4 separate regions of the Mus musculus genome follow, and regions 1, 3 and 4 are each linked to region 2. The links are chromatin contacts, called in public promoter capture Hi-C maps. All regions are on one chromosome and are shown on one strand. The core of a region is the stretch at or near the end of the contact, and the rest is flanking DNA. Distances in the headings are between cores, read along the strand shown.

What was found. Promoter capture Hi-C pulls out the DNA fragments that hold promoters and counts their contacts.
Region 1: a promoter capture Hi-C map of embryonic stem cells shows a contact between it and region 2, with 5 times the contacts expected there. The contact joins the enhancer-like site here to the promoter of Dnajc11 in region 2. A contact is called at or near these places in 14 of 39 promoter capture datasets (the 3T3-L1 cell line, 3T3-L1-derived adipocytes, the C10 cell line and 9 more), 3 of 484 Hi-C or Micro-C datasets (the G1E-ER4 cell line and cerebellum) and 1 of 115 datasets of contacts at active chromatin or transcription factors (embryonic forebrain).
Region 3: a contact with region 2 is called in a promoter capture Hi-C map of hippocampal neurons, with 2.8 times the contacts expected there. The contact joins the enhancer-like site here to the promoter of Dnajc11 in region 2. A contact is called at or near these places in 4 of 39 promoter capture datasets (3T3-L1-derived adipocytes, cranial neural crest, embryonic stem cells and 1 more) and 1 of 115 datasets of contacts at active chromatin or transcription factors (embryonic forebrain).
Region 4: a contact with region 2 is called in a promoter capture Hi-C map of second pharyngeal arch cranial neural crest, with 4 times the contacts expected there. The contact joins the enhancer-like site here to the promoter of Dnajc11 in region 2. A contact is called at or near these places in 7 of 39 promoter capture datasets (the 3T3-L1 cell line, cranial neural crest, embryonic stem cells and 4 more), 5 of 115 datasets of contacts at active chromatin or transcription factors (embryonic basal ganglia, embryonic forebrain, embryonic hindbrain and 2 more) and 1 of 9 other capture datasets (embryonic stem cells).

Annotation. Positions count from the first base shown.
Region 1 is chr4:151,080,874-151,084,176 of GRCm38.p6, forward strand. Camta1 (calmodulin binding transcription activator 1) reads right to left here. Exons shown (of 24, transcript NM_001081557.3): 16 at 2,804-3,303. Among named protein-coding and RNA genes, the nearest start is that of Gm13090, 7.0 kb to the right of the region's middle. Within about 2 kb of position 2,013, at least 27 of the 459 cell types and tissues checked have an H3K27ac peak or open chromatin away from gene starts, as enhancers often do. A contact at or near this core is called in the HPC-7 cell line and embryonic stem cells, where this site is marked.
Region 2 is chr4:151,931,745-151,935,169 of GRCm38.p6, forward strand. It overlaps Dnajc11 (DnaJ heat shock protein family (Hsp40) member C11), which reads left to right and starts at 1,976. Exons shown (of 16, transcript NM_172704.3): 1 at 1,976-2,080. The coding sequence starts at 2,009.
Region 3 is chr4:151,354,159-151,357,298 of GRCm38.p6, forward strand. All of the region lies in intron 5 of Camta1 (calmodulin binding transcription activator 1), which reads right to left. Among named protein-coding and RNA genes, the nearest start is that of Gm30344, 100 kb to the right of the region's middle. Within about 2 kb of position 1,488, at least 17 of the 459 cell types and tissues checked have an H3K27ac peak or open chromatin away from gene starts, as enhancers often do. A contact at or near this core is called in hippocampal neurons, where this site is marked.
Region 4 is chr4:151,185,096-151,188,351 of GRCm38.p6, forward strand. All of the region lies in intron 6 of Camta1 (calmodulin binding transcription activator 1), which reads right to left. Among named protein-coding and RNA genes, the nearest start is that of Gm52711, 28 kb to the left of the region's middle. Within about 2 kb of position 1,671, at least 32 of the 459 cell types and tissues checked have an H3K27ac peak or open chromatin away from gene starts, as enhancers often do. A contact at or near this core is called in second pharyngeal arch cranial neural crest, where this site is marked.

The DNA.
Region 1 (3,303 bases), core at 763-3,262, 850 kb before region 2:
GCAATGGGAGAAGACCTCCACCTCAGCACGTGTTTATGCACACTCTCACACATGGACACTTATAAAAATAAAATTTAAGATTGGAGGTGTCTTTTTAAAATTCCTTGCACACCTCTTAAAAATGGTAGTCAAAACCACAGGAGTTTAGGTTTCCACCAGATCCTCTGGCTCAGCGGAGAGGTGTTCTGAGAGGACTCCAAAGAGCGGGAAATGCTGCCCTCCTACCATGAAGACAGCTCAGAAAGTTACCGTGCTATAGGTTCAAGCTTTGCACACTGGTTCCCTAGTGTGTGGAGCTGCTGGGGGAGGCTATGAAACCTTCAGTAAGTAGGATCTCACTGACATGAGGAGCATGTCATGTAATCAGGAGGAGTTATCCTGATTACACACGGTTATGAAGGAAGACCAGACTTTCCTGTGGGTGGACTGCTCCCTGGACTGGTATTCCTCCTGGTCTGTGTACCAGCAAGCAAGCAAGCAAGCTGAGCACAGAGAAGCAGTCACTGGCCTGTGTCTCTTGCCTTTGGCTGTATGGTGAGCAGCTGCTCCAAGCTGCCTTGACCTCCCAGCCACTACAGACGGTGTCTTGAACTATGCTCTATGTGCTAAATAGACCTTTCTCCCTCAGGCTGACTTTGTCAGAGTGATCTATCACAGCATCAGAGGAGTGTAAGACACACACTGGTAGGCAGGGGCCTTTGAAGGCAGAGCTCCAGTTCTGGTTCCTGAGCACACTCAGTGGGCCCTGCCATGCCCTTCCAAGGCCATAAACTCTTTAACCCGTCCTATACCAGGTATTCTAGTCACTACAACACTTAACACATAGAAGACTACATCTCAGTTAGATGAAGCTTTCAGAAAGGCAAAGTTCTGGGAATGGAATCAGATCTGGGTGGATGGTGCGGTGGGGACACCGAGAGTTGATGCAGGAAGCAGAGCTGACCTAAGACTTTTCTGACAGTCGGACAACTATCTATAGTTGACTAAAGTAGATTTTACAATCTAAAAATCTGACCCCACCCAAAAAAAACCCTCCTATTTTAAATGTCTAAGATAAAATTTCCTCAATGAACAACTATCTATGACAGTGTTTCCATAAGGTTTAACTAAGAAGAGAAGATCTACCCTGAGCAGACATTGTCACCCCAAGGGCTGGGGGCACGGGCTGAATAAGCAGAAAGCCAAGAGCACCAGCAACCAGCTCCTTGCCGACTGCTTGGCACAGAGCAGGCGCCTCACGCTCCTGCTGCCCTGCCTCCCCCAGCACAATGCCAGCGTTGTACCCTCAAACTGAACCAGAAATGTCCCCTGCCCCGCTTAGCTGGTTTCGTCATGCCAAGCAGGAAAGTAGCCACCACTGGTGCCAGCAGGAATGGTCCACACCGAGGACTAGGCAGACTGTAGCAGGCCGAGCAGAGCCAGCTGCCAGTTTGTGTGATGCGAGTTTTACCACGTCGCAGCTCTGCTCATCCCTTTAACTTTGTCTACAGTTCCTTTCGTGCTCTTAAGGCAGATCCAAGGCTATAACAGTTTCTGTATGAGCCACAAAGCTGGAGAATAGTCACCACCTGGCTCTTTACAGAAAACAAAACAAAAAAAACCTTACCAGCCTTTTGTCTACAACATTATTGGACTTAGGCTGGGTGTGATGGGACGCATCTCTAACTCTAGCTACTTGAGAGGCTGAAGTTGGAGGTTTGACACCAGCCAGGGAACTTAATGAGATCACGTCTCTAGATAAAATTGAAAAGGGGCTGAGGATTGTGCCCAGTGGAGAGTGTTTGCCCAACACGTGCAAAGCCCAAACAGTATCATTTGATTTAACCAGGCAGGCATCATCCTGGCTATATGGTTGATGGTAAATCAGTGGTGGGGTCTGCTGTCCACCAGGAGCAGAGGCTATACTGCTAATACACACGCAGGCTTTTTGTTTGTCACAGAAAACCAAAGAGTTCCCCCAGGGTGCAATGCTCAAGCATGACTCAGCAGATACACCTCTCCAGGATGAGCTGGCAGGAGTGTGGCCTTCCCACCCCAGCATCACCCTGTTAGGCGGGTGGGAGGTGCTCTATATCTTTCCTTTTGTTTTGCGATGCTTCAACAAGAACCTGGAAACAGAGGCTGAGGAGTAGAGCATAGAAAACCATGCTGTCTGGTTGCCCCTTCTGACTGCTTCTGCATATCTGAGTTGATGGATTTTTGTCTAGTAGCCTGGTGCTTTGTTTAGTCTATGACAACTTTAGTGCCCTCAGAGGACTCTGCTTCCTACGTTCATTACAAGGGCAGTCAGTTATTAGCCCTGGAGGTATTTCACTACATGCCATGTGAGCCTCAAGCCACAGATGCCCTTCACAATGGCTAGATGACGGCCGTGCTAGTCAAAGTCACTCAGATAATCCAAATCCTGTCTGCAGGCTTCCTTGCTGGCTATTTTTAGGGCCTTGACTCTATTATAACCAGTACCTCAAAGAGCAAAGCTGCCATCCCGGATGCGAGGAAGCAGGGCACTAATTATTAGTGTCATAAGTTTAGTTCTCAAGAGGCTGGTACTGGAGGGAGGGCTTTGTTAAGGGCCTGTGGTCAGGCCCTACTCACGGTGCCTAATTCACAGAAGGAAAATGTGGTTCCAGGAAAGCAGATAACTCCACGTCCACCTGAGCAAGACCAGACTGTGACTCTTCCTGGGATGGGGACGGGCAGGTGTGTGTGTGTGGGGGGGGGGGGGGTGTAAAGACTACACGACTTTCAGAACTGAGCCGTGATGTTCGGGGCTGCTTCTGCAGGCTTACCTGAGCAGCCTTACCTGAATATCATCCATGGGCTGGGGGCAATCCTCGTGCTCTGTCCTATCCCGGTAGGCCCCCATCTCTGTATTCACCACCTCTCTGTTAGCCAACATCAGGACGCTCATTGGTTCCCTCGGGCGCACCTGTGAAGGCGCCGCGTCCTTTACTACACTGGTCCCCTTCGGATTTCCAGTCACCTGTACTGTAGACACACCAATGTAAAGATCTTTGGCACTCCACTTTACTACAGGCTGAGATGCAGACGCTTGGGATGCTGCAGTCTCTGGAGTGGGAGGGGCGGCTTCCCGGCTGTACTCCCTCACTCCTTCACTGGGGCTGATTGTCTCGGGGGAAGGCTGCTTAGACCTAGGGCTCTGCTTCCTGATATTTGGCTGCTCCAGACTCAGTGCAGTGCAGAGCAGCTTCTCCTGCCTTGCCTGGAAGGACTCGGGGTTCAATTTATGCTTTTTGGGAGCCGGATAATCTTTGTGGCCCTCAGTGCTGTAGTAATTAGAGG
Region 2 (3,425 bases), core at 726-3,225:
ATTGAGACATCTCAACACTGTAGACACACACACACACACACACACACACACAGAGAGAGAGAGAGAGAGAGAGAGAGAGAGAGAGAGAGCCGCACCCCTTGCACGCGCATGAAATTTCAAAAACCAGAAAATGTCAGCAGGTAGTTTAGCCCTAACCACAGCTCTGCGAAGGAAGGGAGAGAAGAAAAGTCTATAAACCTGCAGGAGGAGAGCTGACGGGGCATGGCTGTGGATGCCGTCGTGTAGGGAGGCCTACCATGCTTTAACAAAATAATAAAAAGCTGCTAATTTACAACCTGGGTCAACAGCCTACTGCAGGCTGACTCCACACACCTAGATGTCTCCCGCCAAAAGATCCTAAGAGGAGTGAGCACCTTGGAAGGGACGTGACACAGGCCCAGATGGCGCACATCTGGCCAAGAATTAGGATGAGAAAGAAATCAACCTCTCCTATCTGCAGACAGGTGTCGGGGTCTCCCAGGATACCAGCTTATGACGGGCAAGCGGATGGCTGTGTGGAGGAACAACAAGGACCCCTGAGAAAAGACTCAGGTCATGTGAACCAACAGGTGGAGGGGCCTACGCTGCTGCCCACCACTTGATAACATAATTTCAAAGACACTTAAAATATTTAGATTATTGTAACCAAGACGTTTTTAATAAGGCACCAAACAGCAGGCACCAGGTTGAAATCAATTAGACTCCACTGCTAAATTATACAGGAGAAATTTCCAGCAGAATGGCTCTGAGGTAGGAACCACAGGTATATATGCACGCCAGACGCAATTAAGAACCAAATGGATATTGCCTCCTCATTTATGCGGCAGGGAAAAAAAAAAAAAAAAAAAAGGCCAGGTGCTCCTACATTCAGGGCAATGGTTAAGAAAAGACAAAACATGACAGAAACAGAAGATAAGGCAGCCTCTGTGGACCACAAAGGGTGTAGGTAACCACTTTGAAGGTTTCCTGAGCACACATAAGTCAGCAAGTGGGTCCACCAGCGGCTTCCCTTGTGGGTGGGCCCCGGGAGAGATGCGTGCCTGGGCTCAGGGTGGCTTTACAACAGACTCCAAAACAGGGGAAGGAGCTCAGCCATCCCGGGTTCGCCGCCACCCAGAACCTGGGCCATAAGGGTCTTATGAGTGTGGTGCGGCCCTGTTGAATACTAACCCTGCCCATACAGATACACACACACCACATAACCCCATCACTTTCACAGCCGTAAACACACACACAATATGTCCACTCACACCCACACCCCCACTCACACACATACACTGACCCACACTTGAACACACATTTATAAACACACATCCACAACCCCACACATACACCACAACCCCACTCACACCCCCACCACACTCTCACAAACCCCATACGTGCTCATACACACACACACACACACACACATATCCCACACTCTCACACATCCCACACTCTCATACACACACACCACACCCCCACTTAAACACACGGGACACCCCCACTCATACACCCCACCCCACTCATACCCTCATCACACTCTCACAAACCCCACACACGCTTACACACACACACACACACACACACACACTTACACACAACACTCTCACGTACACCTTACACCCTCATACACACATCCCATGCATCCACTCATACACAAACACCACACACTCGTACACACACACATGCTTGTGTACACACCCACACATGCTGGTACACACATACACAGGTTTCACACACACACACACACACACACACACACAGACTGCACACACACACACACACACACACACACACACACACACACACACACACACACGAGAGGCTGGTATACATATACACCTCCCAGCTTCCGGCCTCGGCCGCGCGGGGGCGCAGTGCGCAGGCGCGTCCCAAGGGCTGCTGTGCGGCTCCGGGCCGCCAGGGGCCGCTGTGACGTGGGCGGGAGGCGCGCGGGAAGCGCTACGCAGCGCCGGACCCTCTTAACCACGGCCTCGCCGGTTTGGCGGGGTGAAAGGTTGCGAAGATGGCGACGGCCTTGAGCGAGGAGGAGCTGGACAATGAAGACTATTACTCACTGCTGAACGTGCGCAGGGAGGTGAGGCCCGCGGCGTGGCGTCGGCGAGGCTGAGGCCCGGCTCGGTGGTTCTGGACGGTCGGACGGGCGGCTCTGGCCCCGCAGCCGCCCCGGCAAGGCCACGGCCCGGCCCGGAGGCCGCGTGACCCCGCCGCCGTGTGCGCCTGCCAGCCGTCGAGCTGCCCGCACCGCCGCGACCCTCGCGCCCCGGCGCGGGTCCAGCGTCTGCCTGGCGCTCCGCGACCCGTGCATGGCGTGCACCGTGCCCAGGCCTGGCCCGGACCCGGACCCACGTACTTGCCGGAAGGGGGACGAGGACCCCGGGGCAGCCGCTGCAGTGGGGAACCAGGTCCCACGCTTCCCCTACATACTCCTACCCTAGGCTAGAGGGTAGGGTCATCAGCCTGAGCCAGGAGCTGGGCGATCGCAGCCCTGGACAGCAAGGTCAAGGCCACAGGGAGCCTCTCCAGGGTTCGGTCGGACCCTCAATCGCTGGTGCTTCCGAAGCAGAGGCTACCCTCCCAGGCTGGCGTTCGTGTCCTCCTCCGATCCCTTGAGCCTTTGCCCAGAAATCAGAGAGCAAGACCTCTCCAGCCTCGACTCGGGGGCCGTGGATGAGCAAGAAGTGCTAGGCCAGAGACGCACCGGCGCTCTGACCGCACTTCAGCATCCAGTGCTTGCCAGTGGATTCACGCGGTCTCCTCGAGAATAAAAAGTCACCCTTGAGGTCCGCACTGTCTGGCACGTGTATACCTCGCATACGTTCTTGTTCTCTATGGCTAGTCCGCACTTGAGCTCCGTCAGAGAAGGGTTCCCGGAAAGGCTTCCAAGGTCAGGTCACGAAAGGCATTCGAGAGGTCTGTGGCTGCTGGGTCCAAGTTGTCAGTCCTTCCACACAAGTCCCAATCCTGTCTTTTAGGGTTTCTGGTAAAGATCAAAAGTAAGGGAATTGTGCTAGCCTCAGCAAAGCTAACCCAGTTGCCAGTAAAAGTTGGTCTGTGTGCTAATAACCAATATCTTTCTGAGTGTTTTCTGCACAGCCACCTGCTGAAAGAACTGACTCAGTGTCTCTTTAAATTGTGATAGGCGCTCTCATAACAATCCAGTATGAATGAGTATATATGTATGTATACATATATATGTGTGTGTGTGTACATACATATGTGTGTATATATGTATGTATACATATATACATGTGTATATATATATTCAATCCAGTAATTATAATCGAGGGAACAAACAGGTGCAATTCGTCCCTGGGCAGTCTAACTCCAGAAACCCAGCTCTTGAACTCTACTGCCTCAGTTTACCATTCCACATACAGCAAAGCTCTTTGTCTCTATACTGTGCCCTGTATCAGCCACTG
Region 3 (3,140 bases), core at 238-2,737, 580 kb before region 2:
AAGCAGGTGGAGACCCTACCTGGTGCTGTGCCCCCTTCACCAAGGAAGATCTCACACAGGCCTGGAGCCACAGCTCTGCCTGCAATCCTCTAAATCCTGCCCCTCCAACCCTACCACATCCTCCACCCCCACCATGTTTGTTGTCAGAGAGCACCTGGCTTAGGGAGCAGGCTCCAGAGGCTTTTAGAGGTCGTTCAAAGGCCAGGATGATTGGAAAAGTCAGATCTTGAAGGTCACAGACCCACTCCAGACTTACATCTCTTGCCTGGAATTCAGGCCTCAGAATCTATGGCTGTCCTCTAGCCTGGGTGACATGGGGTCGTGTATCCTTTAATCAAAGGAAGCAGACCAACAAGATGGGATGAGGCCAAACCTCCAGCTGCTCAGGGCAGGAACTCAGATTAACACCCCAGCAAGCTTGCCTATCTCTGCCAGGTGGGGGTCCCTTGGCATTGTAATTGCCTAGACCAATGTCCTTACGTGTGTCTACCTCAGATCCACAATGGCAACCAGGAAGTGCATGAGGCTGGTTACCATGGAAACCATTTCTCTTTGAAGTGGGACTTTGCTTTTGTATGGTGAGGTGATCCATGGGGCCCCATAGTCACTGAATGTGGCCAGTGGTGGGATGGAGGGGCTTGTGGTAGATGAGAGAAGGTTTTCTTCTAGTTAGGGAACTGAGAGGAGTGCGTTTTATCTTCTCCTAGAGGTGGTTCAATGACCCCCTTTTCACAGGTCACCAAAACTCAATCCCCCTACCCCCAAGAAGTGGGTCAGGTTCCAACCTGTGTCCTCTGACTACAGAACCTTCTAGAAGCAGATGGCTCTACCGAGGGGTCATCTAGCTTTGACTACACAGGAGCACAGACAGAGGACCTGGGGATCTGTCTTCAGGTCCAGCTCAGGTCCGTGGCTAGGCTGGTGTCTGTCTGCTGGTCTGACAGTAACTCTAAAGTTAATAAGAAGCCCAAAGGGCTTCTGAGCACCCCACCCCCAGCATCTGGGAGCCCAGACCCACTGTTCAGCCTCCCTATTCCCTTCCCTGATAACGACACCTTCTGAAGGTAACACAGCAGCCATTTCTACAGCTGGAGGGACTCTCTGGAGCCAGGACTCCATTCCTAGGCATCTGACATTCCCACCCCATCTTCCCTTCTGCTCAGGAAGTCTGTAACGCAGCAAATTGCTTCTGTGCTTGGGGGAAAGCAGCTCTTCAGACCTTCTCCATCCTTGTCCACCGCACCCTCCCCTCTGCTCCTGTTCCCTCTGCTGAGCCTGTTCCACCTAAGACTGCAACAATCCCCCTTTTGTGTTCCATAAGAACTTTCTGCATTTCCAATCGGAACCATTACTCCTATTTCCCCTCTCAGCAGTCGGTGAATTCTCAGATACGGAGCAAACAAGGCTCCAGAGTATGCACACGGGCACAGGCTTTGCCCAGCCCTCAACTGGAAGCTGAATAAGGCTCTGTTAGAATGTTGTCTGCAGAGGAAAGAGGCTTGGAGCAAGCATTTGCTTGCTGTCTGTGCTGAGATGGGCTGTTTTCCATCGGGGATCCAGCCGTTTCCTGGGCAATTTATCAATGACATGTGCTAATTCTGGGCTCGCACCGGAGGCTGCGGTTTGCCAGTGGGGCTGGAGGCAGCTTTGAGAGGCTTCTCCCTTCGAGGGGCCATCGGTCAGAACCCCTCTTGCTCTTATGGACTTTGCCAAGCTCAGAGCAGCCAGTCGGCCCCGCTCAGCCCATCCGTGGGAGCATTCTTTATTACCCAAGGAAATTGAGGATGCCCAGTGGTGAGGGAGGAATAAATCATTGTTCCCAGCTAAATGGAGTGGTGCAGATCTTCTGAGCACGCCGCCTTTTATCAACAGTGCAAATAACGAAGATTCCATGCGCCGAGAACAATGAAATGAGCCACCGCACTATTGATGGGGTATTTGTACAACTCTGTGAGTTATGTTTCCAAACCAGGCTCTATTAAAGATGCAGAACCCCTTTCAGAAGCACAAAGACTAATAACGCCCTCCAAATAATTTATACATTCCCCACAAGGCAAGAAAAGAAAAGTTGTCTGGAGACCAGAGATCGCTGTTTGGCATTTCCCAGCTCCTGTGCCCTCTAGGTCTCTGGTCAGCTTTAGGAGTGGCATCTCCAGAGGGCCAATTCCCCAGCTCCTCTGATCCCCAGTTCCCCCAGATCTTCAGGTAGAGGGGACAGGAGCAGGTAGAGGTAGAGAATGAACCATTCCTCCTGCCTACGTTCAGAGTCTGTGCCTACTCTGTACCTCATTCAGTCTCAGCAGTTCGGTATTCTGGGAACCAGGACAGCTAAAACCCACCAAGAGTAAGACCCTTTAATGGTTAAACCTTAGCACTGCTCCCCACCCAGGCTTCAGCTGCGCTTCTCAACCCCAGCAAACGACATCCCCCCGTCCCCCAGTCTCCTCCTGCTACCACATACACAGGGGATTTTTTGGCAAAGGATTAAAGACAAGACTAGAGGCTAAAGGCTAGAGGGGACTGGGATAAGTGGGGACATCCTGAACAGCACAAGACAGTCCCTCCAAGAAAGACCCTCCTTGTCCCATAAGTATTGACAATGCCAAAGCAAGAAGCCCTGGGCATAGGAGTGGCCATTCTATAGGCTCTGAGAGTCCTGCTGGTTCTGTGTGGATAGAAGGAGATAGCTCAGCTTGTGAGGCCTCCACCTGTGACACCCAAGGCAGGACACAAGCCCCACCAAGCTAACCCAGGATAGATTCAACAGGGGGTGGCTCCTGATATGCCTGGTGCAGCTCCTAGAGACTCCTTTGGGGTTCAGTCTTGGGTTCCACGGCTATAAGTCTCATCCCTCTGGGCCCCCTGCCTATGCAGTAGAAGTAATAAGAACCCACTGACAACACAGGCTGCTGTGGGTATTGAATCAGGTCTTATGTGCAAAGCAGGCACAAAGGCAGCAGCTTGTGTGAAAGGCCAAGAAGCAGAGGCTGTTAGGATCATCAGCACTGGTGAGGAGCAGGGACTGTGTGTAGGGCTCAGTAAGAGATGGAGGTTCTGGAATGTCTGCCTGTCAGCCATCCCCGTGCTGCGGAGAAAAGCCTGCGATAAACCCTCTGTTGCACGGTAGATTCAGGTATGAA
Region 4 (3,256 bases), core at 421-2,920, 750 kb before region 2:
ACCTGGGATGGTGGCTAGCCCTCTGGGTTCTTTATATATACTGCATCTCCTGTGTGCCCCACGGCATTGTCACATAGCACCAAAGTTACTCTGTCCTTCGAAGTTTTGTGTTCCAATGCTTTCTCGGCAACAACAAATTTCTGCACGCTAGAGCTGTTGCTGAGACAAATAAGCCTGGTCTGAATGTAAGCACTGTGATCCCAGGACAGCTGATCTGATACACAAGACCGTTAACTGAGTGACTGACGGGCACGACTCATAGACGTGTGGATGGGATACAGGGAGAGAGGAATCATGTGCTGGGTGGGATGCCGTGAACTTTCATCATGATATTCAGGACAGTGTGCAACTTAGAATGTATGCGCTTCCTGTTTCTGGAGGCTCCTACTTAATGCTTTTTGAGTCACAGTTGGACATGGTTGTCTGAAAGCAGACACTGGAACTGTGGTCAAGGGTTAGCTACAGAACTGGAATAAGAAGCAGAGGGTAGAGGACTCTTTTGGGTACTCATCATAGCTCTTAATGGTGTCCCATCATTCCACAGGGCACAGAAAGGATGCCTGAGACCAATTCAGGCAGAGCTATGTAGGCACTCAGTCTACATGGGAACAGGTCAATAGGCTCCTGGAGCTTTCCGTATGTATTGCCTGATTCTTTGCTGACACACCCTTCCCCCTTGGCCTGCTAGATGCCCACCTACACCAGCTCACACATCCATACACATCCATCTTAGAGACTGTCACCTCCCTCCTTCAACATTCTAGGGAGCAAGAGACTTTAGCCCCAGGAGAAAGCCCTGTGCAACCCTCCTGCACTCACTCCCTTGCGTGGGTACTGCACTTTCAGCACTCTGGACAGAGCACAGGACAGCCATCCAGTCTTGCCCAGTTGGCATTGGAGGGGAACTGGTAGAAGAGGCTATTGGGTATGAAGGACTACAGAAAGACTTTTGGCTGTAACTATGTGAATATCAGTTGCTTTGATGCCAGGAAAACAGATCCTCAGCAGCCTTGGAGATCAAGGTCAAAGTTGCCAAAACAGCCCAGGGTGAGAATCTTGGCTCCCAGCAGCTCCCACAGGAAGGGCTATCACAGAACGATCAGTGCATATCACATCTAGTCCCCAGAGCTCAACCCTCCACATTTGGGGAGTGTCACTCCAGGTGACATCTGCATAGTGGCAAGACTTATTCCAAAGACAGATTTATAATAAACAGCCTCATTTTATAGAGCCCCAAATATTTGCACAAAAATGAGCCCTGTGTATAACTTGCTCCATTTATCTTTCTGCTGTCACTGAGTGTATCTTTATTTTATTACTGTATCCTCCAGTCCCTCCAGCTTCCAAGTGTACCTCTCATTTCCAAAGTCACTGTCATTCAGGCAGTCTTGTCTTCAGCTTCCTTCACCTCTCTCCTTCTGTCTGCTAGGGCCCTACCCACACCCGCTCATCCAGCAGCCTCTCGGGGTACCCCTCCTTCCCCATCAAGAGCATCCCTCCTCCAGTCACTCATTCCCTGGGGCAACGCCTTCTTTTCAGCACTCTGGACAGAGCTCCCGGAGGCTGCGTTTTGACAGACTTTAGCCTTGCAGGCCCAGGCTGCCCTGTGCAGAGCAATTTGAGATGCTGCTCCCTCCTTCCTCCACTCTTAGCATTACCAGCGTTATGAAGTAAACCCCAAGTGGTTTCTAACCTCCACGGCTACCCAAGACACAGGCTCAGTAATAGAGCGAGCAGTGTATGGAAAAAGGAGCGATTTTAATTTCAAAGTTCTGCTGACATTCATCGAGTACTCTCAAGGTTTATATAAACAGAACGCCCCGCTTGAAATATCACTTTGAATTCTGTCGGTGCCATCACGCCTCTAATAGGCTGCTGTTTTGGTTCCTCTCAGCAATGTGAGCCTTTGTGTTTTAATATTCAGAGGCACAAGGAAGCAAGAAAATTATAGCTGGGAAGCCCAGGCTTGGTTCTTCATCATCCAAGTTAAATTTGGCTGAATGGAGGGAAAATATCCTTTTAAAAGGGATGGTGAATGGGAATAATAATCTCTTACATTTACAAAACACTACACATTTTCAAAGCCCTCTCACGTTCATTATCTTGTTAGATTTCCCTAGCAATCTGGTACAGAGCACCCCACAGATAGTATAGGGGGTGCCAGATATGGTGGCAGGTCTTGGAAGACGACAGTGAAGAAAGAAACTGAGGCTGGGCTGTCAGTGACTGGCTGGTCAGTCTGTGGTGTCAAAAATGGTCCGGGTTGGCCAAGGCCAGGACTTGACAACATCAACATATCTCTTGGCATGCAACCTCCTCTGAACCTCCCCCACATCTGCAAAGTGACTTTTCCCCTCTCCTCCTGTCAGACAGACATTCTCCAAACCAAGCAGCGTTGAGGATGTCTCGCCAGGGTCTCTTCTTTTTTTAGGAGACCTAATGTTCACAGCATAAAGGAGAGACTGACTACTAATGGGCAGTAATTTTTTTCTTTTTCTTTTTCTTTTTTAGTGAGCACTGTTTGTCCTAGAAGTGCCTGTCCCTTGATCTGCATTGGTTCAGGTGACCTTTGCAACTCTGGGATGTGGGCAGCCCCTGTTGTGGTTAGGCTGCTGCATGTTGCAGTATGGTCAAGGAGCCAGCTGTTTGTCATCCTGAGATGTGCTTCCTATTTGTCTCCAACAACAATGCCCAACTTCACTGAGAGGGAGGATTTGGGTGGGGACGGAGCTTGCATCTCTAAGGGCCAAATTCTTGGTCTCCTGTCTTCTGATCCTGGCTTGGGGACCAGAACTCTGTGAATCTAACTAACATCCTGGGTCCCAAGACTTCCTCTTTGCTTCCATTATCTGTGGGATGAAATCTCTGCCTCAATGTATTCTGTCAGTGGCCCAGGCATTCACACAACAGTGCCACTACTCAAGCAAGTGGGCTGTGGTAAGGATAGGTGGCAGATGAGTGAATAAATGAACAGTGAGTGAATTAGGGGAGAATTTAACTCTTCATTTCAGTGTGTGTGTTCGCATTGTGCATGTATGTATGCATGTGTGAACATCCATGCATGTGTGTGTATGTATGTGCGTGTATGTATGTATGTGTGTATGTGTGTGCATGCATGCATGTGTGTATGTATGAATGTGTATGTGTGTATGTGTGTGCATGCATTGCACATATGTATGCACATGTGTGTCTCTGTGTGCATGTGTGTGCATATGTGCCTGTGTGTATGCATGTGTGTATGTGTGCATGTGTATGT